7 separate regions of the Mus musculus genome follow, and all the other regions are linked to region 6. Evidence: chromatin contacts called from public ChIA-PET, Hi-C, HiCAR-type and Micro-C data. All regions are on one chromosome and are shown on one strand. The core of a region is the stretch at or near the end of the contact, and the rest is flanking DNA. Distances in the headings are between cores, read along the strand shown.

The links. A called contact is a pair of places that touch in the nucleus more often than the background predicts. ChIA-PET counts read pairs in DNA pulled down with a chosen protein or histone mark. HiCAR-type assays count read pairs that join an accessible place to other places.
Region 1: an RNA polymerase II ChIA-PET map of memory CD8 T cells shows a contact between it and region 6, with 11 read pairs. The contact joins the promoter of Sacm1l here to the promoter of Zfp445 in region 6. A contact is called at or near these places in 1 of 115 datasets of contacts at active chromatin or transcription factors (memory CD8 T cells) and 1 of 9 other capture datasets (adipose tissue).
Region 2: a contact with region 6 is called in a HiCAR-type map of astrocytes, with 4 times the contacts expected there. The contact joins the promoter of Fyco1 here to the promoter of Zfp445 in region 6. A contact is called at or near these places in 2 of 39 promoter capture datasets (the HPC-7 cell line and maxillary cranial neural crest), 2 of 484 Hi-C or Micro-C datasets (liver and pre-B cells) and 1 of 115 datasets of contacts at active chromatin or transcription factors (astrocytes).
Region 3: a Micro-C map of embryonic stem cells shows a contact between it and region 6, with 3 times the contacts expected there. The contact joins the promoter of Ano10 here to the promoter of Zfp445 in region 6. A contact is called at or near these places in 1 of 39 promoter capture datasets (cranial neural crest) and 1 of 484 Hi-C or Micro-C datasets (embryonic stem cells).
Region 4: a Hi-C map of muscle stem cells shows a contact between it and region 6, with 2.4 times the contacts expected there. The contact joins the promoter of Lztfl1 here to the promoter of Zfp445 in region 6. A contact is called at or near these places in 1 of 39 promoter capture datasets (the C10 cell line) and 1 of 484 Hi-C or Micro-C datasets (muscle stem cells).
Region 5: a Micro-C map of embryonic stem cells shows a contact between it and region 6, with 8 times the contacts expected there. The contact joins the promoter of Abhd5 here to the promoter of Zfp445 in region 6. A contact is called at or near these places in 1 of 39 promoter capture datasets (liver), 2 of 484 Hi-C or Micro-C datasets (embryonic stem cells and erythroblasts), 1 of 115 datasets of contacts at active chromatin or transcription factors (bone marrow-derived macrophages) and 1 of 9 other capture datasets (pancreatic islet).
Region 7: a Hi-C map of pre-B cells shows a contact between it and region 6, with 2.5 times the contacts expected there. The contact joins the promoter of Snrk here to the promoter of Zfp445 in region 6. A contact is called at or near these places in 1 of 484 Hi-C or Micro-C datasets (pre-B cells) and 2 of 115 datasets of contacts at active chromatin or transcription factors (microglia and pancreatic cancer cells).

The regions. Positions count from the first base shown.
Region 1 is chr9:123,528,323-123,532,254 of GRCm38.p6, reverse strand. It overlaps Sacm1l (SAC1 suppressor of actin mutations 1-like (yeast)), which reads right to left and starts at 2,502. Exons shown (of 20, transcript NM_030692.5): 1 at 2,334-2,502. The coding sequence starts at 2,365. It overlaps n-TRacg2 (a tRNA gene), which reads left to right and starts at 2,758; the gene lies at 2,758-2,830.
Region 2 is chr9:123,849,606-123,853,787 of GRCm38.p6, reverse strand. Fyco1 (FYVE and coiled-coil domain containing 1) reads left to right here and starts at 1,889. Exons shown (of 18, transcript NM_001110253.2): 1 at 1,889-2,007. It overlaps Xcr1 (chemokine (C motif) receptor 1), which reads left to right. Exons shown (of 2, transcript NM_011798.4): 2 at 1-1,473. It overlaps Gm51700 (a long non-coding RNA gene), which reads right to left. Exons shown (of 2, transcript XR_003948283.1): 1 at 2,787-4,182; 2 at 1,825-2,557.
Region 3 is chr9:122,291,830-122,295,921 of GRCm38.p6, reverse strand. It overlaps Ano10 (anoctamin 10), which reads left to right and starts at 1,499. Exons shown (of 13, transcript NM_133979.3): 1 at 1,499-1,618. It overlaps Gm26797 (predicted gene, 26797), which reads left to right. Exons shown (of 5, transcript NR_168548.1): 5 at 1-12.
Region 4 is chr9:123,715,239-123,719,296 of GRCm38.p6, reverse strand. Lztfl1 (leucine zipper transcription factor-like 1) reads left to right here and starts at 1,672. Exons shown (of 10, transcript NM_033322.3): 1 at 1,672-1,771; 2 at 3,873-3,997. The coding sequence starts at 1,769.
Region 5 is chr9:122,349,366-122,353,086 of GRCm38.p6, reverse strand. Abhd5 (abhydrolase domain containing 5) reads right to left here and starts at 1,471. Exons shown (of 7, transcript NM_026179.2): 1 at 1,248-1,471. The coding sequence starts at 1,300.
Region 6 is chr9:122,864,329-122,868,549 of GRCm38.p6, reverse strand. Zfp445 (zinc finger protein 445) reads left to right here and starts at 2,544. Exons shown (of 7, transcript NM_001359935.1): 1 at 2,544-2,636.
Region 7 is chr9:122,115,002-122,118,702 of GRCm38.p6, reverse strand. It overlaps Snrk (SNF related kinase), which reads right to left and starts at 1,437. Exons shown (of 8, transcript NM_001357775.1): 1 at 1,296-1,437.

The DNA of each region.
Region 1 (3,932 bases), core at 1,253-3,752, 660 kb before region 6:
TACTCCAGATGTGACCAGCACATAGACAGGAGAGACTGAGAAAGCCCTCTGGCAGAAAGATAAACAAATACAAACCCAAGACTGAAGTTAGAAGAGGAGCCACAACCTCTAGCATGGTTTACAAGCAGTAAAGTTACAAAATTATAAAGAACTTAGAATTCAGGTAGTTAAAAAATGTGGGCTCCAACCTGTAGTCAGTAGAGTAGAAGTGGAATTGTAACTGGGAACTGGAGGGTAAGCAAAGAACATCTAAAAGGTGGGATTTTAACAAAGCAGAGATAAGCTGAAGAAAGTGTGTGACATGGGTGCAAGAAGTTGTCATTTAATATCCAAGCACTTCAACACTTCAGGAAATTATATACCAATACATCTACAATAAAGTAATTTATTTCCGTTCTCTGAGACAGGGTTTCTCTGTGTACCCATGGCTGTCCTGAAACTCACTCAAGACCAGGCTGCCTGAGACCCACTGCCTCTGCCTCTTAGGTGCTGGTTTAGATTAAAGTCAAGCGCCACCATCAACCAGCAAAGTAACTTCACATATGGCTCTTTTTAGGTATTTTTAAAAGTCCCACCATTCTTAGATAGTTCAGCAACTAATTCAGCCTACAAGTACCTCTAAAACAGAATATTCTTTGCCCATGGGGTATATTTAAAAGTTTAAATAGAATGGCTAAAAAGGGGGGAGGGGTGAAAACAGATTCTAACTCACAAACTCCCTGCTAAAGAAACACTTGCAATCAAGTTCTATCTTCACATTTATAGAAACATCCAAACCCTAAAGACTGATATGAATGTCCATATAACCCCAGACTCATAGTTTCCACTTCATTACAAAACCACCATTTCCACTTCTAAAGGATAAATTCCCTTCTCTTCTGTGTACACATAAAATGGTGTCTGCCTGTAGTGAAGTCTGAACTGGAGAGGATGGTAAGGATGAAGTATGAACACTCTTATTTTTTAATTTTATATATAAAAGAATTATTCACAGAGGTTGAATAACCTGCCCAGGAATCAAGGAGGATGGCTGCCTGTATTGAGGTCTGGCCTGGTGAAACTCAGTGCCTGGGCAGCTCAAAAATAATCTTCCTAATTCTCAAGTTATCCATCTCAATTATTCTTCGATGCAGGAAAACTCAACAATATCCTGTAACCGAAAGCCGAGCTACTTCAAGGCAAGACTCCAAATTGCTTAAACACATCTGAGACCTAGTGTAAGATCATGTTCAGCCCTTCAACAACTATCAGGTGGACAATAACCTAATTTGCCAGTAAAGGACATGTGACTCGGGCCGGACATAGACCAGTAAGTACACTTTGCTTCAACTGTCACCAATAAGGTGATTATTCACTTTACAAAGGAAAACTAATTAAAAGAAATGTGGAAGGAAGGGTGGCGCTGGGCTTTTCAAAGAGAACTGTATGTAGCAAGCAGAAGAGGCATAAAGGGTGAACACAGCAAAACATGAAAAGTGTTGGGCAGATGGCCTCCCTCCAAATTCTGGACTCATAACTTTACACCTTCAGTTATTCATTGGGCGTACCCAAACTACATTTGTTTCCTGCAAACGAACTGGGATGTCTATGTCTAATTAACAGGATAATTTAACTTGGCTTTTCGAAAGTTATATTTGCTTCTGCTACTAAAGGCATTCCCAGACCGTGGTAAATTATTAAAGCGGTTAGGGCGAAGTTATTCACAAACAAGGAGTGTAGGTGCTGAGGGTAACACAAGAGAAATTATCCCCCATCTCCTCTAACCCAGGACGAGCCAAAGAGCTTATAAATGTCTATTTTTTTTTTTTTTTGCACCTCTAAACATCCAGTGGCTGGGCCTCAAAACCTCAAGTCCTGGCTTTGCCAAAACTCAACATTGCTACGCCAAAATAGAGGCGAGCCTACTGTAGCTGTCGACGCAGTCTGTTGGAATAAGCACAGTAAATTCGACCGGCCCTTAGGACATCTGACTAAATTATTGCTGCGCCCTAAGAAGGACCCGTCATTGAGACTCCCAGGCCCAGAAAGCCTGAAACCAAGAGAAAGGTTAGCTCTGCCGGCGGACGTCAGAGCACGCCCGGTGAAAAAGGCCTCTCCCGGAGGCCACCCAGGGAAAGCTGGCTGCAGCCTCCGGTGCTGCGGGCTGCGGCTCGGCTCACCGCGCCAGGTCCAGCGGCGGGCGAGGCTGCGGGACACTGGCCTACGCTGCAGCCAGGCTGGACGGGGAAAGCCCAGCCCGCGAGCTCGGCCGGTGCGGGCCGCACACTCCCGGGCCTCGGCGCCCGCTCGCCCCTCCGCCCTTCCTGTCAGCGGCCGCAGCCCGCGGGACTCACAGCTTCAGATGCTCGTAGGCTGCGGCCGCCATCGTGCAGCTTCCTCCTCTTCGCTCCACCCGCAGTGTAGCCCGCTGCCACCCCGGCTCCGCGGCGACCGCTCCCCAGGCGCGGTGGTCAAGGAGCCTCGGCCTGGCCCCACCCCCTCCCGGGTCCGCCTCTCGGGCGAGCACGGGAGCCGGCGGCGGACAAACCAGTGAGCTGCGAGGCACGCCTCCGATGCGCGGATTGGAGCGGACCAAAGAACGCCGTGACGTCGCCTCTGGGGATTGGTGTAACGCGTTGCAGAGAAAGGCGGAGTCCCGGTAGCTTTGCACTGAGTCGCGACATTCAACAAACCGACCAGACTGAGGTTAGAAGCAGGAAGCATAGTGAAGCTGTGTAATTGGAGATCACTTATCGTGGAGGAGGCCTCCTCAGCACCGGGCCAGTGGCGCAATGGATAACGCGTCTGACTACGGATCAGAAGATTCTAGGTTCGACTCCTGGCTGGCTCGACGTGTGCGATCTTTTTCCTGAACCTTGGAAGGCCTGCTTGAAAAGGATCATAGCTAGATTGTCAAGGTCAAATGTCTTACGTTTTAATGTTGCTTTGCGAAAAAATAATACCTTCTTGGCTGTATTTGAAACCCGGAGTTACCTAAAACGGTTTGCAAGTTTCCTAGCTCCCCTGTTCTTAAAATTGCGCAGGAGTCTGGAAATGTACTCTTACGAAAACACTCTTGAGAGTGGAGGTTTGCAATCAGGGACAGGGACATGCGTGGCCAATGTCTTCCCACCCGATGACGGAAAAATCTCACCGAAAGCTCCTAGCTGGTAGAACACAGACGGCACTGACATGAGAAGGGCGTAGCTTCTGCTCTTCATGATTGGTACAGCGGCCTTGGCTAGCTCCGCTTGCAAAGCCGACCTAGCCTCCACTGCACAAGGAAACCTTAAAAATTCGGGGATTTCGCAGTAAGAGGCCCAGAAAAACGAGTACATGAACATTTTACGTAAGACCTGAGATAGCCAGAAACAGATGTGACGAAGGTGGATCGGGAGCAGGGCTCAGCCTATTCATTAACCAGTCACTCCATGATTAAGTTGTCCTAGAAAACATACCCCACTCCCCAGGAGTTTATTAAAACTGTATCAGATAAAGGAAATTATTGGGGCAGAATTAGACCAAGGACCAAGGGGTGTGGCTCACTCCTGCAGTCCATACTGCTGGATATAGACCAGGCCAAATGGCTGCCTTTGCTTTCCAGAGTACTGGAATTTAAGGTACAAGATACCATACCAGGCTTCTACACTTCTGAGGATTTAGTTTGCTTTTAATGAAGTTATAGTGGGTTGTTTCTCGAGACCGGGTTTCCCTGTGTAGTTTTGACTGTCCTGGAACTTGCTCTGTAACCAGGCTGGCCTCCAACTCAGAGATCCCTGCCTCTGCCTCCTGAATACTGGTGTAAAAGCACGCACCACTACTGCCCAGCTAACAGTATTTTTTGTTTGCTCTTTAATTTTTTGTCTGAGATTTGAGATCATTAATATGCATTGTTGTCAGTTTTAGCACTTAAAAAAAATGAGGGTTTTTTTTTTTTGTTTTGTTGTGTGTTT
Region 2 (4,182 bases), core at 640-3,139, 990 kb before region 6:
AGCTGTGTTGAGTTTTAAACATAACATTATATAGGCTTTTGGTTAGGGTATGACATATTAGGTTTTTAATATATACAATAATCTACTGCACAATATTTTGGTCAATGTTGGACCACATATCACTGTGCTCCCTTAAGACTAAATCATCTAGTGATGTCATAGTCATCTTAATTTATCTAACTATACTCCAGATGAATTGTCTATGAAATTCTCAAAATACATCATTGCCCTTAAATAACCCATGATTGCTTGAGACCTGTCTTCCTCTTCTCTGTAAATTTATTTGGGATCTAAGTTTCAAACAAGGGTGTTTGAAATCCCTTTTGTGGGAACAGGACTGAGGATGGGCATTTAGAGGCGACAGAGTCACGTGACAACTCCTGGTAAATAAAGCTCCAGAGATCAGTATCAGTGTGCAGATCTGCATTTATTGCCAAGCACATAAGCTTATATACAGTATTTGAGCCAATCCCAAGCCCCTAAATCCTTGGCCAAGCATAACTTACTACATCTCACCATATCCCAATAAAAGCTGTGACTGATGAGGTAACTCAGAGAGAAGGGGTGTGGCGAGCATTGTCACCTGTAGGGACTTTTGTGAAGACTCAGAAGCAGCCACTGTCTTGACCTTAGTTCCTTTTTGCTGTCTCACTGGTGTCCCGGGAGCCATCTTAGATCTGACACCATGTACAGCAGATCAGGACTCTGTGGCACAGTGCTCTCCACCCCACATATTCCTTCACAAGGTTGTCTTCCACATGCCTCACACTCTCAATCTTAACATCCCAAAGCTGTTCAGGCTGTAGTCAGAGCAAGTTTTTCTTAGTTCACTCTATTGATAAATCTTTATTTCTGATGTCATTTCCTCCCACTTCTTCCCTTTTTTTTGTTTTCCTTTGTTAACAGAAAGGGGAATCATTTCTCTTCGTGAGGTTTTTTTTATCCTCATCCACAAACTGACAACTCCATCAAGTTAATATGTTGTCTCATATACCTCCAGTATAAAATATGAAATTAACTTAAAAGATTTCTTTTCCTTCCTGTATGAATTTATCCTGAGAACCTGGAATGCTGAAGTCTGGCAGATGCCACTATTAGCTAAGTCCTGTAAGGTACACAAGCATTTCTAGCTAACATGATGAAAATAAGGCAGTGTGAGGAGCCAGCCAGAGCTAAGAAGCGAACCTAATCATGGGCTGACATTCCTATGTACTGTCCCCTGTCTTTAGCATGTTCATCCATACTGGACTTGGAATGCAGTGTTCTATTGCACCAGGCTTCAGGGTGCTTTGCAACTCAGCAACAAGCAAACACGGGACTGAGGAAGCTAAGCATGGTAGTTCTTTAGCACATATTTTCAAACACTGTTTTTTAAGTGTCTGTTAATGAGGGGGAAACAAAAACTGAGAACTTAGGTCCAGCAGTACATACTAAGTTCATTTTTTTTTAGCTTCATAAATAAAACGTAATAGTACAAAAATACTAATGAGATTATTCTCAGATTGTTTGGGGGGTTTCGGAATCGGGCACATTATTTTATATTTACAGCTCATGCACAGTTCAAAGCCAATCGGTCACAATGCATGAGCTTAACAACAGTAAACAGCACTCGTTCAGGATTCTACACACGACTTCCGGGTATCCGAAGCTTGTTCGAGTTTCAGGAAGTGACGTCTGCCGTGAGACATGCCGGGAGTCGTAGTTAGCGTCCACCGTCCAGTTGCACCCGATGGGAGTTGTAGGCCATCCGTGAAGCATGCCGGGAGTTGTAGGCCATCCGTGAAGCATGCCGGGAGTTGTAGGCCATCCGTGAAGCATGCCGGGAGTTGTAGGCCATCCGTGAAGCATGCCGGGAGTTGTAGGCCATCCGTGAGGCATGCCGGGAGTTGTAGTCCGCGCGCGCTCTGGGGCTACTGGGCGCTTCATGGCAGTCGGCTCTGTGCTCGCCTACTCTTCCGCTCGGCCCTAGAAAGTTTCGTTTCTGCCCAGCGGAGGACCCACGAGCGTGTAAGTGCCGCAGGCGCCCGGACAGGCATCGGGGACACTGGGGCCTTTCTGGACGTCGGCGCGGAAGCTTCGTGGGGGCGTGGGTCGTCCCCTCCCACACAGGGCGCCTCGGGAGAACCCTCTCTCCAGAGAGGTTAGCTCCAATACGCAGGCTGTCTGCGGGGTCGTAGAAAGACCCTCAACACTGTTCCAAGATCGGAGCCGGCAGAAGGGGGCCGCCCTGTGAGGCGGAGCTTCGGCAGCTCTCCCCGAACCCCTGGCACAGCAGCCAAACCCCGAAGTTCTCGCGGGCACTGGGACTTGATCCCCAGAAAGCCAAACCCTCCTCTCTGCAGGACTCCTGACGCCCCTTCGGTCCAGGAGACACAGTTTGTTCCTTTTGTATCTTCGCTGACCTGACCCGCTGCCCTTATGCTCAGATAGTTCAAGGGGGCTCTGCGGTCAAGTTTCTGGAAACACCTGTAGGACGACTGAATGTATCTGGTGTGGTAGCTTGTCCTGTTGGCACCCAGGCTTGGGCTGCGGATGGGGGGCAGGGCGGAGCGACATCCTATTTGCATAAAAGAAGAGAACATGTAGTTGACACTTAAGCCAAGTCAAGTAGCTTCCTATTAATGCTATGATTCTCTGTGTCACTCTGCAAAGTTCCCACGGCTGGGCTGTCTCCTGCAGAAAAAACAGCACTTGTTTCTTTCTGTCCCTATGATTGTTTGACTTAACACAGGTGGTTTCCTTTCCAGACAGAAATGGGGCAGAGGCTCAGGACTTAATCTACTTACAGCCTCTCTCAGCAATGGTGGTCTGAAGCAGGTTAATTCCTCTGCCATCTGCTTGCTGCTGTTGCTGGGTTGGGGGAAGGGAGCTGTGGGTTTCTACTTTTAGTTTTGCAACCTCCTGGCTGCCCCGACACTCTCGGTCTATGACAACCAGTTCTGCTGTGTTGAAATGCAGAATACTGATTATGGGCCAGGATTGTTATCCTGGAAATCAGCCCAGGGCTGACTGTCAGCCTCCTTTACCTAAAAGGATCTGAAAAAAACAAAAACAAAAACAAAAAAAACTATAGCTTTAGGAGACAGAATTTATCTGTTTGTTTAATGTTCATATTTGTGTATCACTTCTTGAAAATTGTTTATTTTATTAAGAAAATAGATAACGTATACAGAGTCCTGCAGTACCGTGTGTGTGTGTGTGTGTGTGTGTGTGTGTGTGTGTTCTTAATATTTTACTTTATTTTTGTAATTGGTTTAGAACTTGGAAATGGTCTCAGGTTCCTTTGCCCCTTAGCCAGCATGGCTAAGTGCCAAGTGTTTAGCCCAGTCCTTTGAAGTGAGATAAAAGACACCACTTGTAATAGCAAAATCATCAATAACAAACATCTGGTGGTCTTGTTTTATGTTAGTCCTTGAGGCTGGAGGCCTGCTGCCTCCAGAACACAGAGTACTCAAGAAGTGTCAGTCCTTAGTCCTAGCTTCCCTTTGCAGGGAATGGTTAGCTGACAGGTCACCTCTGATTTCTGGAGATTCCAAAAACAAGATAAAACTCAAGACTGGTGTAGCAGTGTGAGCTAGAGGAAGTGTGTTGACTACCTATGATCTCATGCCAGGAACCACTGGGAACCCAAGAGTTAGAGGCCACATTCACTACAAGCATCTCCCAGGCAGCAGAAAGGGTTATAACTAAGGTTTTTAACCTTAGAGGTACCTGTAAGCAGAGGCCAGTTGTTTGTGACCATGTTGACATCTGAGTGACTTTGTGTTCCTGCTTCTCTCTAACAGCATTTGAACCTTAATTTGAAGTTATTGTGGGGTAGAAACTGGGGTGTTTCTGTGAGCTTAGACATGGAAAAACACTGCTTTCTAGTTACTTTTTGATGTATCACTAAAATTAACTGAAGTGTCTGTACCATCCTAGGAGCATAGCTCTGACCATGCACAGTTGGGCAAGAGGAATATTATCATCCACTTTCTGACATTGGAGCCATTTAACTAGCCTAGTTATAGTGGCCACCAACGGTCCTTGTTGTTCATAAGACTCTGGCATTTGAACAGCAATAAAGGCCCATTTTCCTTTGGTCCAGGTTTCAGTGTCAAGAAGAGGATATTTGCACATTATGGTTTAGTAGAAAGGTGTAGGAGAATCTGTGGTTTTTGAAGACTATGCTGTGGCCTGGTA
Region 3 (4,092 bases), core at 250-2,749, 570 kb after region 6:
GACCAGAACTAACGTGGGAAGGAAAGGGCTTATTTGACTTATAGTCCATCATTAAGGTAAGCCAGGTCAAGAGCTCAAGGCAGGGTCCTGGAGACAGAACTTGAAGCAAAGACTACAGAAGAATACTGCTGCTTACTGCCTGCTCTTTTAAACAGCCAGGTTCCACCCTCTTAGGATGGTACCACCCATAGTGTGCTGGGCCCTCCCACATCATCAAGAGAATGCTCCTCCCTACCCCCCCTCCCCCCCAACACACAAGCTCAAAGGCCAGTCTGATGGAGGCTGTTCCTTAATGTGATTTCCTCTCAGGCAACTATTGGTGTGTCAGGTTCACAAAAACTAAGTGGCATGGCACCATGACTCAGGCTCACATCTTGTACTTTGCTTTGAGATGGAGATTCACTACATTGCTCAGGCTGGTCTCTAGTTCCTCAGTTCAAGTGATCTTCCAGCCTCAGTCTGCTGAGTATCTGAGACTACAAAAGTGTGGGCCACCAACACAGCTTAACTAAATTTTGTTAATTCAGCTGTGATAAGATTACTCCCAAGAGGGCTGGGATAATCTCTTCCCTAGGATGCACAAGGCCCTGGGTTTAATCTCCAGTATAAAGACTATCTGAGCAAAAAGGATTTAATAGATATTCCATTAAAATGATTGTTTTTCAAAAAATTTCAAACATTTCCAATCAGATACCAAAGAATGAAGTTATATGCAAGGATGAATGTAAGTTCAGGGGCTGAGAAAATTGGAACTCTCCAACTGAAACCCACAAGTCTCCTGAGTCGTCAATTGACTCTAATTGTTAAAGTTCTGAAAGATTTGCCTTGGTTTTCAGAGAGAAGAGAGCTTCAGAATTCTGCTGAAAACCAGCCAAGAATTGCTCCTTAAGGCAGAGAGGGGGCTAGGAGGACAACCTCCAAACCGGAACACCCCCAGGGGTTGGGGTGAAGGCCTTGTCCCCTGGAGGAAGGCAAAAACTGGAAGGGTGTGGAGGGTGGAGGCTAGACGGTAGAGGGTAGAGGTGGGCAGGTGTCTGGATTCTGGTCTAAGAGATTAAGAAAAGGAAAGCGTAAGGAGCCTTATCCTTTCCCTTCCATTCCCTACCCAGCAAAGCCAAGACCCAGCCCGCACCCATACCACCACGAGGACCGCTAGCGAGGCCCCACCCCTCCGGATGAGGCTCCCTTTCTGCCGTGAGTGACAGCAACCCAAGCCCCACCCCACTCGCCACAGCCCCGCCTTTAACATGTCTCTCTACAACGACAGCTGATGAGGCCACGCCCATGCAGCACCACCACATCCCACCAAAATGAGAACCTTCATGGCCCCGCCCCTTCCGTCGCGGCCCCACCCCTCTCCCGAGGGTCAGCCAGTGAAGCTTCACTCTGACACCTCCGCCCCCCTTCCTCGGGACTTACAACTGTTAAGGCACCGCCCCTTTCACGGTGATCCCGCCCCCCACGCCGAGTGACAGCCGGAAGGCCCCGCCCCTCCCGGTCGTTGACGCCTCCTGTCGGCCAAGGCGCCACGCCCCGGTCGTGTATCCAGTCCGCCTTAGCGCCGCGGGCCTGGTTCTCCCCGCTCCCGCGGTCCCCGAGGACGCCGCGTGGGCGGCCGGTGAGTGGGGAGGGGCGCAGTCCGTGTGGTGGGCCCGCTGGGGATGCTCCCCCCCCGCGACAGGGAAAGAGCCACGGAAGCACTGGTCAGGGCTGGAGATCCGCAAGGGTGTGAAAGCCGGCGGAGGCAGGGGGATGTCGGCCGGCTCTGGATTTGCGTCAGGCCTGGAGCAGGGCCGTCTCTGACTGACCATGGGATCCCGGGGTGTCGGGCTGCTCTGATTGACACTTCGGGGAAGGTGCCCGGTAGCCTTGATTGTGTCACACCTCGCGGTCTCTCTAGGGTTGTGAACAGATCCGGTCTGAGGTTTCTGACCGGGCCCATTGTGCGCTTTCCGTGATAGGTGTCGCATGACTCCAGTGAAGGGTGCAGAGCCCTGTCCCTACCCGAAACCCTGTTTGTTCTTTCCCATAGCTGAGGCGGTGCGTAGACGGTCTGACTGAAGTCTCTTCAAGTTTGTTCCCACTCCACAGTTGAATCGCAATCCCTTAAACCCTGATGTTGTAATCGAATCCCGGCAGTTTTAAAAGTTTCAGGTGCACTGTGAGTGGCCTGGTTTCCATTTAAAGTCACAGTAACCTTAGAGGACTAGATATTTCTAAGGACTCTTTCTGTCTTTAAACAATTTTAAATGCAACCGTGCATCCCTTAACCAGGGTAAACTGGGAGGGAGATGCTTGCTGTTTACCTGGCATGAACGTCCGAGGGCACTCACACAGACAAAGAGGCTGTGACTTTACTAGGCATATAGTTTTGTTTTCTGGGGTTTTTTTGTTTTGGTTTGCTTTGGTTTGGTTTTTGGTTTTTAAAAATTTTTGTCTGTGCGTTCGTGTTATTGTGAGTGCAGGCAAACGGATACACACAGGCTTGTACAGGACAGAGGACACAGGTGTGGGCCCTTGCCTCCCACCGTGTTTGAGATAGGATGTCTTTGTGTCTTTTCATTTTTGCTGCTGTGCTGCCTGTTCCAGGCCATTCAGCCCTATGGCTTCTTAGGGTTTTACTGTCTCTGTCTCCCATATCACCTGGAGTTGGGATTACAGAAGCACTCTACTGCGTGCTGGAGTCCAAATTTAGGTCCTCTTGATGAGAAATGAGAGATGCAGAATATCAGACAGGCATAGACAAGGCCTGGTAAACTGTAACGAGTGTGCATTTGGATAGACTGTAGTGTGGTTGCGTGTGCGTGTGTGTATGAGTGTGTAAAGAGGAAAACTAGAAAGGTTGGAACACAGAAAAGAGGATAAAGTTGAGAATATAAATGCCCTGTAGGAATGCTCAGAACCCTATGACCTCTAGTAGCATTTTGTTTTTCTTCCTAATTTGTATATTTAAAAGTGTTTTTTTTTTTTTTTACATATTATTGTATGTGTGCATGTGGGTTTACACATACCATGGAATGTGTGTAGGGATCAGAGGTCAAATTCTGGGAGTCAATTCTCTCCTTTTGTGTATATAAATACACATATAATTAATGGGGTAGTATTCTAATATTAATTTGTGACTTTTTCCAACTTAACATTTTCTCATTTATCATTTTCCTTGATCACTAAATATTCACACTGAACAACCAGCTACTTCTTTCTAAAATAATAATAGTATTTCAGCTATGTGTTTAATACATGCATGCTTGGAGGTGAAGAATTAGGGCTGATCAAGGCAAGTATATTAGTAAGTGTTTAAATGCCATCTATGCTACATTGAGCTAGTCCCTCACAGTATATACATGGGTTGTCTGTAGCTCTCTGCATTTTTACACAGTAACACCTGCTTTTGGAAGATGCCAGCTCAGAATGCTGTTTGTCCTGGTTGTTTTTTGTTTTTATTTTTGTTTTTTTTTTTTTGTTTTTTTTTTTGTAGTTGTTGTTTTCAACTTGACACAAACTATCCTCATCTGAACAAATCCCTCCACCATATTGACAGGTACACAGATCTGTGGGGCATTTTCTTGACTGATGATTGATTGGGGTGGGGGTGTGCAGTCCACGGCCAGTGGAGCCAGCCCTAGGCGGGTGGCCATGGGTTGTATAAGAAAGCAGGCTGACCAGGCCAGTAAGCTGCACCCTCCATGGCCTCTGCTTCAGCTCCTGCTTTGAGTTTCTGTCTTGGCTTCCCAGATGATGGAAGTCAAAAAACCCTTTTCCTCCCAAGTTGCTTTTGGTTGTGGTGCTTATCAGAGCAATAGAAGCTCTGAGACAGTGTTACCTGTGATGTGAAGCTATGGTTGGAATACATGGTAGTTTTTATACATACTTATTAGAAAGGGGAAAATAAGGGATTTGGGGAAATAAAAGATTTTTATTTTGAAATGATTTGGGTTTGTTTTTTGTTTGTTTGTTTTTGTTTTGTTTTGTTTTGTTTTTTTGTTATCTGCAAAGGCATTAGAGTTCTCATGTGCCAGCTTCCCTGAGCCTTGTATGGTCTCAGTACAACAATTAGTGAACACAGGAAAGCAGCCTGACACAGTTCCATTA
Region 4 (4,058 bases), core at 423-2,922, 850 kb before region 6:
TTGTGATAACCTCTTCCTATACTTGTCTTTCATAGGACAGTGTCTTTTTTTTTAAAACAGGGCTTCATTATGAAGCCCTGGGTGGCCTTGAACTCACAGAGGTCCTTCTGCCCCTGCTTTACAAGTGCTGGGGTTAAAGGCAAGGCGACCATAGAGGTAGTCATCACTTTGGAACAACGGTTAAACTTGAAGATTTTTTTTTTCATTTTTATTAGGTATTTAGCTCATTTACATTTCCAATGCTATACCAAAAGTCTCCCATACCCACCCACCCCCACCCCTACCCACCCACTCCCCCTTTTTGGCCCTGGCGTTCCCCTGTACTGGGGCATATAAAGTTTGCAAGTCCAATGGGCCTCTCTTTGCAGTGATGGCCGACTAGGCCATCTTCTGCTACATATGCAGCTAGAGACAAGAGCTCCGGGGTACTGGTTAGTTCATATTGTTGTTCCACCTATAGGGTTGCAGTTCCCTTTAGTTCCTTGGGTGCTTTCTCTAGTTCCTCCATTGGGGGCCCTGTGGTCCATTCAATAGCTGACTGTGAGCATCCACTTCTGTGTTTGCTATGCCCGACCTAAAGCTGTACTACAGAGCAATTGTGATAAAAACTGCATGGTACTGGTATAGCGACAGACAAGTAGACCAATGGAACAGAATTGAAGACCCAGAGATGAACCCACACACCTATGGTCACTTGATCTTTGACAAGGGAGCTAAAACCATCCAGTGGAAAAAAGACAGCATTTTTCAACAAATGGTGCTGGCACAACTGGCTGTTATCATGTAGAAGATTGCGAATTGATCCATTCCTATCTCCTTGTACTAAGGTCAAATCTAAGTGGATCAAGGAACTTCACATAAAACCAGAGACAGTGAAACTTATAGAGGAGAAAGTAGGGAAAAGCCTCGAAGATATGGGTACAGGGGAAAAATTCCTGAATAGAACAGCAGTGGCTTGCGCTGTAAGATCGAGAATCAATAAATAGGACCTCATAAAATTGCAAAGCTTCTGCAAGGCAAAAGACACCGTCAATAAGACAAAAAGATCACCAACAGATTTGGAAAGGATCTTTACCTATCCCAAAACTTGAAGATTCTAATGACTCAAGTTAGACTTCATAAGTGAAAACTTCCGCCAGGGAGATCAGGACGTTATTCCACAACCTTCTCCTGGCGAATCTAGTGTTTGTCTCTCTAATTCACTACTCTATATAAACCTATGTTTTTGCACATTTTTTTTCCAAAAAGGTAAAGTTATTCTCTTCTGCCAGCGTTATAAAACAATGCAGATGGAGGAAGGGCGTGCACCAGGGCCAGCATGAGCTTGATAGCCGGATGCAGTCACGCTGAAGCCCTGTTCACTCAGCCTGTTCTTCTCAGAGGTCTGGAACCACCAGCTCTGGATCCCGGTGCCAAAGCCCAACTTCTGTCCTGATTGTAGGCAAACACGCTGGCACCTAAGGCGCTGCTCAGCTCCCCCCCCCCACCCCCGACCGGAAATTTCTCTGTTGCCATTGGCAACGGCAGGCACCGCCCCAGGTTAGCGTGGCAAGAAAAGGTGGGACTTCCGGATCTCAAAGCCAATGTACCCGCGGAAATTAGCCAGTTACGCAACATCATCCGTCACGTGACACTGAGAGCCAATGATAGCGTGCAAGCGAGGGCCCACGTGTCTCCGTTCCCATTGGCAACGCGCGGCTTCTAAACAACCTCCGTTCCTCAGGCCCCGGTGCCGGCCTCCCTGTTTCCTGTCGGATCCGCCGCCACCATGGTGAGTGTCCTGGTCGGGAGAGGCCCAGCCGGGGTGCGGAGGGCGAGCGAGCGAGCGAGCGAGCGGGGCCTCGCCGGGGAGGGAGTCACGTCGGCCGAGCCGCGGGGACAGCTTCTTGCTGAAGCCTTCCTCCGGCCTTGTCGCCTCGTCCTTGGCTGTGGTCTGGGAAGCCCTGGCCGACACAGCCGCACACATTTGCCAGGGTGAAGAATGACGGGCTGGTTCCAACTTTCTGTGTGAACTTGGTTGAATCTAATTTTCTGAAGCACCTGATTTTACAACTGACTAATTATCGGTGCTGTTTTCTTTGTTTGGACGTCTGACGACCATTTGGGTATTAGAGTTCGGGCTTACTTTGAGACAGATAAAACTGAAGCGAAAACGCCAGTCCATCCAACCTTTCATCGTACAATTAATTTAAATAGCTGGGCATAGAGAAGTTATTGAAAGTGAAGCTCAAGTGGGTTGCTGACATATCCCAGCAATCAATTCCTAGTAAGTGTCACTTTGTATACATCTAAACAAAACAGACCATTTCTTAAACCATCCTGAGCTAGGAACTGGTCCTGCTTCTGATGTCAAAAACGAAAAAAAAAAAAAAATTACGCTAGTGGCTTCACAAAAAAGTTAGTACTTGTTTGTGTTCTTACTCTTTTATGTCATTGTGATAACACTTGGAAACCGGGTGTAGATGATTTGTCAAACAATGCACATAAAATAAACACTTTAAGCAATAAGCTCACTCTTTTTTAAAAAAAATTATCCTTTAAAGATTTTATACATTCATACAATGTATTTTAAATCCCCTAGCATCTTCCAGAATTATTGTTTACTTCCTGTCCTGTTTTTTTTAAGCCTACCTAGTCCAATTTATGCTGCACATATACTCATGTGTGTGGGACCATCACCTTCCTTGGGCCACACTCTTAAAAGAAACTGTCTCTCTGCCCTTCATAAATCTTCAGCCGTCAGTAACTGCTCAGCTAGAAGTGCGATCTCATAAACCCCTCCCCGTCTCTGTGCTGGATTGTTGATTGGCACCTTTGTGCAGGTGACCACAGTTGTGAGTTTCTAGGCCAGCAGTTCTGTCATGTCTAGAAGACAGTTTTTGTTGTTGCTGTTTCAAGACAGGGTTTCTCTGTTTAGTCCTGTCTATATTGGAATCCTCTCTGTAGTCCAGCCTGACCTTGAACTCAGATTCACTTGCCTTTGCCTATCTATGCCTCTGCCTCCTGAGTGTATATCTTAGTTGTGGCTAAGCCTATTTATTCTCTGTACCTAAAAGCTGTGAGCTGTGTGGTAGCCACCATCCATTGCACAGAGAAACTTCTCTAACCAGGTCTGAGAGCTGTACTAACTGTGTAGCTTCCCTATTTTAAAACAGCATCTGCCTTATTAAAAAGACTACTGTTTGTTTTCAAGCCAGATAATACTTTTTAAGGTTGTATTTGGTAAGGTTAAGTTTCTGTAGAGATCTGAAAATTAGTGTATTAAGGAATGTAGGCATTTGTTTCCTCTCACACAGCAGCCATTTTATTTAGATTAGTGAGTAGGTTAGTGCTGCTCCCCGAGGTGAGGATAGAGGTCTCATTCATCTTTCTGTTCTTTCAGCCCTGGGGCATAAAAATGTCACGGCTCATCCTAGTTACCTACTCTGTCTACTTTCAGAGACATTAGAGATGACAGGGGTATAAGGTATACCCCATATCTTAAGTCTGAAAAATACCCCACACCTCTTTGTATTTCTTCTTTTCCTGAGAAGTAGTCATGTGATTGTGACCTGAATGTATTTGAGTTGGTAGGAGGACAAAAAGGCAACCTGATATACATCAGTTGCTACAACACCATATATTCATCATCAACATCGTTGTTGGTTATTGTTATTGTTTGAGACTTCGTCTCTGGGTAGCCCTGGCTGTTCTGAAGTTCACTATGTAGATCAGGCTGGTTTCAAAGGCACAGAGATCTGCTTGCCTCTGGCTCCCAAGTGCTGAGATTAAAAGCAGGTACCAGTACACTGGGCCAAACAAAATACCTTGTTTATTTTCATTGTCAGTTCTTCTGTCATAGCCTCTGGACTAACCAGTTCTCTCTTTTTCAGGCAGAGTTGGGCCTAAATGAGCACCATCAAAATGAGGTCATTAATTACATGCGTTTTGCTCGTTCAAAAAGAGGCTTGAGACTTAAAACGGTAGATTCCTGCTTTCAGGACCTCAAGGACAGCAGGTATCAAGAGACTTTAAGGCCCAGTTTCTTAAAACTGCATCATATTAACATCATATGTTCA
Region 5 (3,721 bases), core at 222-2,721, 510 kb after region 6:
TCCAGCACTGCTCACGGGTCCTGCCAAAAATACCAGAGAGGTCTACCTCTGACTAGGGACTGTAACCAGTCTTGCCCTCAGTGACCTCCAGCCATCATCAGAGCCATGTCACTCTCACCGTTGTGCTATGGATTCCTGAGCCTCACAGTATCAAGACCAAAAGGGCCCACAAGTTAGAATTCTCAGAGCCAGAAAAATGTCCTGACAAATTTAATAGAAACCCAAGCTACCAGGTCCTAGTTGTACCACATGACACTCTGTATTTCATGTCAATATAACTAGGAAGTTCAACAACAGACCAAAACAGTGGCTCCACTTGTTAATTATCACTTAAACAAAACTTGAAGAGTGTAGTTTCTAGCATTTCAAAAATATTCCTCCCCTAACATCTTTCCAAAATACTTACTTTCACATTACCATAATCTATTTACCCTATGGTTATCTTTCCCATACAAATGTCTCCAAATAGCTGAAGTACAACTGTCAAAATAATTTATAAAGGAGATGTATAGTCCCGTCCATATAAAACAAGTAGCCTTTTGAGAATCAGTGAAATAACTTTCATAGTAATTTAATTTTTCCACCAAGCATTGTTCTACTCACAAGGGCATGACATATCAAAAACAAAAAAGAATAACTTACTATGTCTATGAAGAAGTTGGGTGTGGTGGTTCACACATGTGATCTCAGCACTGGACGGCTGAGGCAAAAGGATTGGGTCTCTGCAGAGTTGAAAAGCTACCCTGGTCTACAGATTTCCAGGCCAGCAAGGGCTACATAGAGTGACTCCGGTTTCCAAAAAAAACAAAACAACAACAACAACAACTTAAGGGCTTCCTTCCTGTTAGGCATCTGCCCTTCAACTTTCACAAAGTTTGCCAGGGCTAGTGAAGCCAGACCGCCGGGTCACGGGAGCGCACGCACGGGGCAGCGGGAGGTGGGACGCAAGCGCCCCAGGCGCACCGGCGGCGATCGGCTGTCCCGCGAGGCTCCGAGTCCGACGCCTTCTCCCACCCTGGCGACGCACGGCTCCCGGCGCGGAGTTCTGAGCTCCGCCGCGCTCGGGATCACCGGGACGGCCGTCAACAGCAGCCGCTTTCCCTCCCCGCAGCCCCGCGGCCCTGACCGGGCCTGTCTGCCCCGACGGGTCGAGAGAGCGGGCGCCCGCGCCTTCCCTCGGCTGGCCGCCCGGGGTCGCCAGAGCGCACGAGACCCACGTCGTCCCCCCCTTCCCGGGTGATCCTCACCCTCCACCGGCGTCTGCCGAGTCCACCTCCTCCTCCGCCGCCATCGCTTTCATCACCGCCGCCGCGCAAGCGCAGGGACACACCTCGAAGCCGGCTGACAGGCCGACTGGGCGGCCCCGGGCCGCGGCCGCCCTTAAGACCGCACCGCCCGCGCATGCGTCGTCCGCCCGCTGGGACGATCCGAGGGCGCGGCCGCGCCACCGCAGGCTCGGCGTCCCAGCGGCCCGGCCTCGCAGACACGCATGCGCTGCCCGCCTGTCGCGCGGAGGCGGGGGCACTGGTAAGGAAGGTCAGCCCGACGCCGCGGGAGCCTAGGTAGTCATCCGTCGGAATAATGACCATTAATGCGTCATTCCGCCCGTGTGGACTGCCCTGGACGGGGCGCTAGGCAAGCCGTAGGTAGCCTGGAGTGAGACCCCAGCCAGAAATAGCCTGAGTGGCAGAAGTGCGCATCCTGTGGTGCTGGACCCTCCAGCCCTTACTTTCAGGTGGTGGCCTCTAGGAACTTGCACTCCACCCTGCCAGACTCTAGACTCCGGAAGGCTGAGAGCTTATGTGTGGGTACTAGAATTACACACACACCACCACCATCACCACCACCACCATCATCATCCCCACAGACCACAGAAGAGAGGGGCGAGGGAGGGAGAGAGGGAGAGCACTTCCTAGAATCCATTCTAAAATGATAGAGGGCTGAGGGCTCATAAAAATATTCTCATGAGCTCGATATGGTGGTCCACACCCTTCAAAAACACTTGGGAGTCAGAGGCAAACACATTTCTGTGAGTTGGATTAGCCTGATTAGCCAGCCAGAGCTACACAGTGAGACCCTGTCTTTAAAATAAATAAATTTAAAGGGGAGAGGGCTCGAGGGATGGCTCAGTGGTTAAGAGTGCATACTGTCCTATAGAAGAGAATGGGTTTGTTTCCAGCATCCATGTGGAGCCCCACAACTGCTTGTAATTCCAGTTCCAGGGGAGCAACACCCTCTTCTGGCCTCAGAGCACCTTAATGTATATGGTGCACATACAGGCAAGGAGGCACACCCTCGAGTGGGATTATTTTAATAATTTTTTTCCTGGTTAAGGGACGTGAGCAAATGCGTGAAAGTGATAAAGAGTAAAGCTCAGTACAGGCAAATGAAAGTCAGCAGCTAGCAAGTAAGTCCAAGACTGCGCTTTAAAAATAGAATTCAGAACTATGGCACTCACTGTGATTAAACAAATAGAGGCATCCTGGTGTTGCATAAGGGATGTTTCCCTTGGCTGGGGGCAGGTTCCTCCGGTCAGGAGAAAGTGTATGAACTAGCCTAGCTCTTTGTGCTTGTGACAAGCTGCCTACAGCTGGAGCTGTGTTGTGCAGGGGCCATCTATGCATTAGTTCCTAGGTTCAATTCCCATCCTGCCCTCTACCCCACACTCCAAAAAATGAAATTCTGAGAATATGTAATAGGTTCTCTTAGTTCAGCCACACCTGGGTGGTACTGATGCCCGGAACTACTCAGGAGCCTGATGTAAGCTAACTGAGTCTCAAATAATTCTAATAAGGCCAAAATATGTGGCATTCCCCCTTTCCCAGAGATCTAACCAAGAGCAGGTGTGTGGATGTGGGTTTGAACAGAAACAGAGGCTCCCACCACCCTCTTGATTTTTTTGAAGGCAAATGGATAATGTAAATATCGTTTGTATTCCCTTCGTTACTTTAGGATTACCTCTCTCCAGTCATCAGCTCCTCAGGAAGGCCAGAGTCCTTCCTGAAGCCTACACTAATATTCTTCCCTGTATTTAAGACCCCATGCATCACTCTCCATTTTAGACCACATTTGCTGCTGTAGAGAAACACCTTGACTAATCATTTACAACAAACAAGTTTTATCCCTCACAGTGCTGGAGACTGTGAGGAAGGCGTCTGTGGTATACAAAGAGGGCCTTGCTGCTTCATCTCATGGCAGAGGGCAAAGAGAGCAAGAAAGGGGCCTAACCCTTCTTTTTATAAGAAACCCCCTCCCCCAGAACTGACTCCCGAGATGAAGGCATTAATTGATCCGTGAAAGTAGCACCTCTGTGGCTCAGATGCTGCCCTTAGGCCTCACCTTTCAATACCACTACATGGGTTGCGCTTCCAGTATGAGAACGTTGGGGACACATTTAAACTTCTGATGCTCCTCCACTCCTCTCTCACTGTGATCTCTCCCCCCGGCCCCCGAGCCCCACTCCCTATAGTTCTTAACTTTCTACAATGGCAACAGTTTCTTAGAGATTATCACACTGATTTTATGAGCATGTGTTTGGGTGTGGCATGCACATGCTGTGGTTAGTACATAGATGCCAGAGAATGCTTTGCTGGAATTGGTTCTCAGGTTGCCAGGCCTAACAGCAGGCACCTTTCCCCATTGAGCCATCTTGCTGGCCCACGCTTACCCCTTTTTCAACGGATATTACCAAATACCCTTCCAATGACAGCAAGAGTATTTC
Region 6 (4,221 bases), core at 1,295-3,794:
AGATGCCTGTACTCACTGCTGCTGCTGTTCTTGGTGGTCATCTCATGGTACTGGCATCTCCAAAACAATGCATGACCCCTTTAGTCCTGGGCCATCAACTGCAAATGAGGCTGCACCTTCACCAATGGCCTTCCATGGCCTCTCACAGTGCTGAGCTTCAGCTGCTCTGTGTGACCCCTTCATGCCTTCAAAACCATGGATAACTCTTACACATTACTAAGTCCAGCCACAGCACAAGGTACAACCTTGGCTATCTCTGGAACACAGCCTCTGTGCTCTCAGAAAACACTTCCCAGAAGATGTTACCTCAATGATGCTGGTCTTTTCTTAATCACAGCTAATTTCTTAGCTCCAGCTAACCAGCATTAATAGACCCAGTGATGCAAAGTTTTCACTTTAGTAGTTCTGGTATCTTGTTAATCACAGCTGATTCTTCAGCCCCAGCTAACCAGAACCACAGAATCTTCACAATCCAAAATAGCAATGGCCCTGAAAAGAGTCTTTAATTTTCCCTCAGAAATTTCACAAGCCAGGCCTCCATTTTCTGCACTGTTCTCAACAATATCTTTCAAGCTCCTACACAACATCTCACAGAGCTCTTAACATCGAATGGATCTTCTTCTGGCCCAAAGTTCCAAAGTCCTTCCACAGTCCTCCCCAAAACATGGTCAGGTTGTCACAGGAATACCCCACTATGCTGGTACCAATTTCTGTCTTAGTTAGGGTTTTACTGCTGTGAACAGACACCATGACCACGGCAAGTCTTATAAAAAAACAACATTTAATTGGGGCTGGCTTATAGGTTCAGAGGTTTAGTCCATTACTATCAAGGTAGGAGCATGGCAGCATCCAGACAGGCATGGTGCAGGAGGAGCTTAGAGTTCTGTGTCTTCATCCACCCACTAAGGCACCATCAGGAAAAGGCTACGGGATAATCATCCTGGAGTATTTTGGGAAGTTGATTTTATTGAAGTCAGACTAGGAAAATATGGGTATAAGTACTTCCTAGTCTTTGTAGATACTTTTTCTGGATGGGTAGAAGCCTACCACACCAAGAGAGAAACCGCACAGATGGTCATGAAGAAGATACTAGAAGAGATACTTCCTTGATTTGGTATGCCTAAAACCATTGGCTCAGATAATGGGCCAGCCTTCATTTCTCAGGTAAGCCAGGGAGTAGGTAAATTACTGGGCACAGATCGGAAATTCCATTGTGCATACTGTCCCCAAAGGTCAGGGCAGGTAGAAAGGATGAATCAGACCCTGAAGGAGACCTTAACCAAACTGTTGGTAGAGACTGGTACAGACGGGGTGTTGCTCCTTCCCATGGCATTGTTTAGGGCCAGAAATACTCCCTATCATTTCTATCTAACTCCCTTTGAGATCCTGTATGGGACCTCCACTCCCTTGACCCTGGCTCTTAATGCTCCCCCAACCCCAGAGTGACTTTTCAAGCTGACACAGATCTTATGGCTCGATTGCAAGCTTTCCCGATCAGCCACCAGGAACTGTGACACTAAACTTAGTGCCCTGATTAACGGAGGTACCTCAGAGATTCCACACAATTACCAAGTTGGAGATCACCCGCAAGGCCAAAGAAACCATGAGATGGCTGTGGTGTATCTTTCTTCTCGTGCTGAGCCTCAGCACCCCACCCAACCCTACCAAAGTGACTTGGCAAGTACTTCCAGCCACTGGGGATGTGGCTTGGTCCACTACAGAGGAACACCTGCCTTATACCTGGTGGTTGGACCTTGTCTTTGATTCCTGGGATATCCCTACCCTAGAGACACAGCGGGAGGAATTACCTGAATGTATAAAAACTGCTTGTAATAGCCATTCGGGTTCGCCTTCTAGTCGCTTGACTTGAGGGACTAATTGAAGGTCGATCCTTCGTGCCGGAAAGTAAACCTCTTGCTTTTGCATCAATCTGTATTTTGGTGTCTCACTAGAGAATGTCACAAAGTAAGTACCACTGACCGAAGGTCATGGTCTTACAGTTTAGGTAGGAAGAGTGAAGGGGGAGAGCAAGACCTGCTAGTGCCATGTTTGCCATTTGGGCCTGTTAGTGCCCTGGTGTAGTTCCTGCACCAGTCTCAGATCGTTTAACCTTTACTCAATACACAGGGAGATAAGAGGCTGCTTCTCAACAGTGTCCCTTCCATACCACTCATCTAGATAATGCTCTTCTTACTGAGGGACCCTAAGGATTTTTTTCCAGTCACACGCCTTCCTTACAGCCTCTCACTTCTGCCGAGGGTGAAGGCTATGCCAAGTTTCATTCTCCACCCACAGGAACTTTCTTGAGTAAAATAATTCTCAGAATGACCCTCTAGGAAGTCCCAGGTAGGGTCCAAATGTGAACCTCTGACGGAGGATTAGGGTTTTACATTATCTCCAGACACAGCGGACAGGACATGGAAGTTAGACCTTCAGCCTTACTGCCAAGCCAGTGCCTAGACATCAAAGGCGCCAGGGAGGCATTTGGGCGGAGAGCAGCTGAGATGGCATTCCTCCGGGCTTCCTAGATAGACCTCAGAAGCGTACTTCCGCTCTCGCAGAGAGGCCCGCGGAGGAAGTGGGCCCTGGGAGCGAACAGCCATTAGGAAGAATGCTGAGTGCTCCGGCGTGAGTCGGTGAGCGGCTGGGAGGTCGGGTGCAGGAGCGGGCGGCGGGGCACAGTTGCGGTGACCTGGCCCGGGCGGCGTCACGGCCCAGGGCGGTTCTGCGGGGAGCGGGACGATCGGAGCGGTGTTGTCCAGCAGTCCGGTGTCCGCCATTATGACTCTCGGTATTCTTGACAAACTCCACACGTAGGTCCATGTTTGACTGTGTGGGTCGGTTATGCTATTGCCTTAAAAACATAAAAATTAAAAAAAAAAAAAAAGCCCTGCGGTTGTGATGTAAAATGTTTGAGATTTTAAAAAAAGCTTCGAACAGCTTGGTGTGATAGCTCCGGCCTGTAATCCCCGCTACTGAGGAAGCGGAGGCAGAAAGACCGGGAGCTTGGGCAATTTAATGAGCCCTTCTCTCAAATTTTAAAAGTAATAAAGGTAGAAATGTTTTCTAAGCTGAGAGGGCACGTTTGAAATTCAGCTTTGATAACGCACTTGAAAGCTGAAACGTGCTCACAGTCCCAACCTTATTTATATATATATTATATATTTGTGTGTGTGTGTGTGTCTTCTAGTGTTCAAGGAGTATTTTGTAATGTCCGAGTTGCTTGAGAGTAAAATGATTTAAATAAATAAATAAATAAAGCAAGAAAGTGAACTGATGGGGGAACCCATTTAGCTTTAGGTGACTTCATTTCGTGAGCTTCATTTTCTGGCTCTCCAGCCCAGCAGTGCTTCATTCTTAATACAGCTTCAGAAAGTCCATTGTTCTAATTATCTAAGCTTTGGAAACCTATGTTATAGAAACTTTGAAACTTCTGTCACCGGTTCTGCCCCGGTACAATGCAATTGTTGGTTTGGGCTTCCCTAACCTCCCCCTCTTATATTAGCCTGGAACTCATACATCAAACATGTGGGCAGACTGGCATAGAACTCATAGAAATCCACCTATTTCTACTTCCTCAGTGCTGGGGTTAAAGGTGTGTGCTGCCACACTTGGCCCTACATCTTATTTTTGTTTGAGTGCATGTATATGTGTGGCAGTGTACCTGTGGGGATTAGAAGACAACTTGTGGGTGTCTTTCCTGCTGCTGTGTTGGCTCTTGCGATTGAACTCAGGTTCAACTGAACTACACAGTCTTGACACTAGATAACTTTACTCAGTGGTCCATCCTATAGGCTGTTCCTGCCTAACTTTCCTGGGTAGTACTGTTCATTACCAAGCATAGCCATACTTAAGACCTTGACAAAAATAAAATAAAACAAATAAATGATTTTGTTATGTAAATGTTTCACTGTATGTGCCTATATGCCATGTGTGTACCTGGTGCCTATGGAAGTCTGAAGAGACTGTCAGATCTCTTAAGACTAGACTTACAGGACTGTTGTAAGCTTGCAGGTGGGCACGGGGAATTGAACTATGGTCAGCTAGGCTCCTGGGGAAGCAGTGGTCAGTGCTCTTAAATCAACAGCCCACCTCTCCAGTCCCTAAAATCTTTTTTGAAGTATTTTGTTACTTGAAATATTAGAATGTTCTTATATCTGATGTTTTCCTGTGCTTAGATAAGGTTGATGTGTTCTTGTTACTGGCACTTGTGACATTTCA
Region 7 (3,701 bases), core at 188-2,687, 750 kb after region 6:
TGACCTTGGGAATGTCATATAATTTCTTTCATCCCTAGGTCTGTAAAATGGGTCAATTTTACACTGACAGCCAGAAAAATTGCTATGTATTTGATGTTCTCTGAAAGAAACTTGTCTAATTAGTATGTTTAATTAACACACATACAGAATTGTCTTCAAGAACCCAATTCCAAGAGAAATATTTAACCAGACGCTGAAGACAGATTTCTCTGAAGGGAATGGTTTTATAAATCTGGAAAACACTGTAACAAGATTAGAAATTAACAAGTTGATTACATAATCCTTGACAACCTGGGCTTCAGACTGCACCGATACGAACTGTGATAAGTTAGGGATCAATTTGGGACAGTGTCCCAATCCCTACAAAGAATCCAAACTGAGCCTTTTGACCCTGGACAGGAATCTGTTGGAAACTCAGCAGAAAGAGCTGTACACCTGTAGGTCCATCGCTTACTTCACCTTAAACCTGACAAAACACTTCAAGCATCCAGGTGGTTTCACCAAGGCTCCTAAGACTTGGAGAATACGCTCATTTAAACGGAAGGGAAAGTAAGAAACCTGACAGCCCAGAGGCCCTACAGCCTCTGACTTCTACAGTCTTAGGAACCCCGGAGAGAAATTCCCCAATGCATACACGACCCGAACTCACAGCGAAGCTCCTAGGTTGTAGCTGACCCCACTGTTTAAGAACATCACAGCTGGAGGAAGCCTAAGCTTAAAGGGCTGCCACTCTCCTGGCTCCCGAGTCCAAGCAAAAGGCAACAAGGTGTTTGTTTTTATTGCAAATGGTTCGGAAAGAAATCAACAGGCGATGTCTACGGAAAAGAACAGCGTCTCCTAACGCGAAAAAATCCGAGCAGTCCCCGGGGAGCCGCACCGCTGCCCCTTCCGCAGCCGAGCGCCCTTCTCCGTAGACAACCGCGTCCCCGAGCTATCGTGAGGCGGCGGCCGCCCGGCTCTGCAGCGGGACTCGCGGCCCACGGGGAAACTGAGGCCCGTGGATCTCGCGTCGCCCGGGGCCCGCTGCGGGCGCGGCGCGGGGCCGCGTCGACTCCCGCGCTGCCGCAATCCCGCGGCGGCCGCAAGGGCAGGGCCGGGCCGGGCTGCGCGAAGCCCGCAGGCCGGGCGAGCTCGGGGCCGGGGTGGTGCCGCGGGCCGCGTCCTCTGCGCAGGGCACCCCGGGCCGAGCGCGCAACTTACTTTCCGCCTGCGGCGGCGCCAGCCCAGCCCCGCTAAGGCGGCCGCTGAGGAGAAGCGCAGACCCGGCCCACGCTCCCGCGCCGCGCTCGCCCTACCTCAGCCGGCAGGCGGGCATCCGTCCGCAGCGGCCGCGGCGTCGACAACTCCCTCCCGGCCGCCGGAACCCCGCACCCAGGGCTAATCATAATACCGAGCGGGCGGCCGGGGGTGCGGCCGCGCTGCGCAGGCGCGGGCCTTGCGTCATCGTGACGAAAGCGATGGGGTGGGGTCTTGTGTGAGGGCGGGGCCTTGGGTCGGGCGGGGCGGGGTTAACCCGGCGCACCTGCAGGCCAGCTCAGGGTCTACTGGAGGGCGTCCTGGCCCTGGCCTGAGCACATCCTACTCTGGAAAGAATAGAGATTATGCAGAAGGAAGCGCCAGGACGATGGACAGCGGCAGCAGGCATAGCAGCTAGAGCTATAGCTTTCAGGGGATATTGGAAGAGATCTTGGGGCTGAGGGCAAGGAGCACATGCGCTTTATCCATCAATGTTCACCCTATCTCCCATCTAGCTTGAAGCAATGAGAGACAACAAAATTAATATACATATGCACGTGCATATATATATATATATATATATATATATATATATATGTGTGTGTGTGTGTGTGTGTGTGTGTGTGTGTATCATATATACACAAGCATGCATACACATATGCACATATATATATATATACATACACATTTCTTTACTTTTTCTTCTCTCTGGGAATACATTTGAAGAATTCTGTTGCTTTTGTTACCACTAAAGCAGAAAGAAGCAAAGCCCAACACCTGAATGCAGGCTTGCCTCTAGAGTCAAAAGTCACTGGCCAGGCCAGGCAGCCTCTGAGAAACAACGTGGAGAAGTACACAGCAGGCACTAACTTGGCTGTTCATGGTTCTGTTCCAAGATGACTCAGAAAGGGATGTTAGTGGTGGCAGGACAAGAGGGAGGGAACTCCCAGCTCTATCTCCTGGAAGGATAATGAGCCATGGAGACTAGTCCTCTGGGGCTCCTGAAAAGAAGCCAGGTGCCAGGTTTCTCTCCCCTACTTTTCCTTCTGTGTTCCTGCATCCACAGAAGAAGAAAAAACACACACACACAAGCAGAATGAGCTTCTTACATGTCCAAGCCTGACTCAACTGACTGGACAAAAAAATCTAAATGGCTTTTGCCATCTCTGTTGGTCAGAAAATGGCAAGTCTTCTTCCTTCCTCCCTTCATTTATTTATTTGTTTATTTATTTATTTATTTATTTATACTACAACATCCACTTCGCATGCCTGAAGATGGCTGGGAAGCAGAATGACTGGGAAGGTGGTCTCGATCTTCTGCTGAAATGTGTGCTTAGACCTTCAATTATCCTAATGCTTTAGCCCTGGGTGGCAAAGTGCACATAGGAAAACCCCAGCATTGGCCTCTGCTCACGCAGGCCCCACCTGACTTAGGATCATGAAAGGACAGTGTCATTTGACGTGGAAATGTTTTCTTTTTCTTTCTTCATGTCTCTCTTTCTTATTTTTTTACATGTGTGTGTGTGTGTGTGTGTGTGTGTGTGTGTGTATGTTCAACATCCATGTAGAAGTCAACCTGTAGAAGAGAAAGCTCTGTCTCTTTGTCTGACACCACATGGGTCCTAGGGATGGAACTCGAATTAGCAATCGAGGCAGCAGGCACCCCCACCTGCTGAGCCATCTTAGAAGCTCTGCCAGGGAGATTCTAATTTAGACACACATTGAGCAACCGCTCCTAACTAGGTCTTGCACAATCTGCTCTTTTGCTGAAAGACCTTTGCCCTCTGGGAACTGTCACTAGTCAGGGACACTGTGGCCAATGAAGGAATAAAAGCATCACTTATAATGGTCTCCCAAGGGAAGTCCAGTAGCCAAGTTTGTACCCCGAAAGAACATTCATAACATAGGACAGTGGCTACAGCACATGAGCCCTTGAAATGGGGTTTATGTTGCTATTGTGTAACTCAGACTCTGACCAAATCAATACATTGAAGTGAGTCAAATTTATAAATTGATTTCAATGAAATATGCTTTGGTTATCTTCCTGAGATGAACAGGCAGTGCTATCAGCCATTTTCTTATCTATAGGGTTTCCCTCAAGGCTGGGGTGATGCTGGGAAGAAGATGACCCAATTTTAGCCCCACACCTTCAATGTGTTAGTTAACATGATATGATTATGCTTGAGCAATATTTTAAAATATTTAAACACAAATTAAGGTATTATTACTCTACTTGGCTTTTAATCAAATTTGCTTAGTTTAATGAAGAAACCCCCTTCTCAGATCTTCCCCAAGGCTTTCTTTAATACACACTGGTTTCTTAACATTGGGTCTTTTTATGGACCTGCAAGAAGTCTTAATTAGATACATGCTACAAAATGACAGGATGGAGCTTGCAGCCTTGTGTTACAGTCTCTGATTCAGATCTCAAAAGCAACAAAGTAGCAACTATTTAAAGAAGAAGT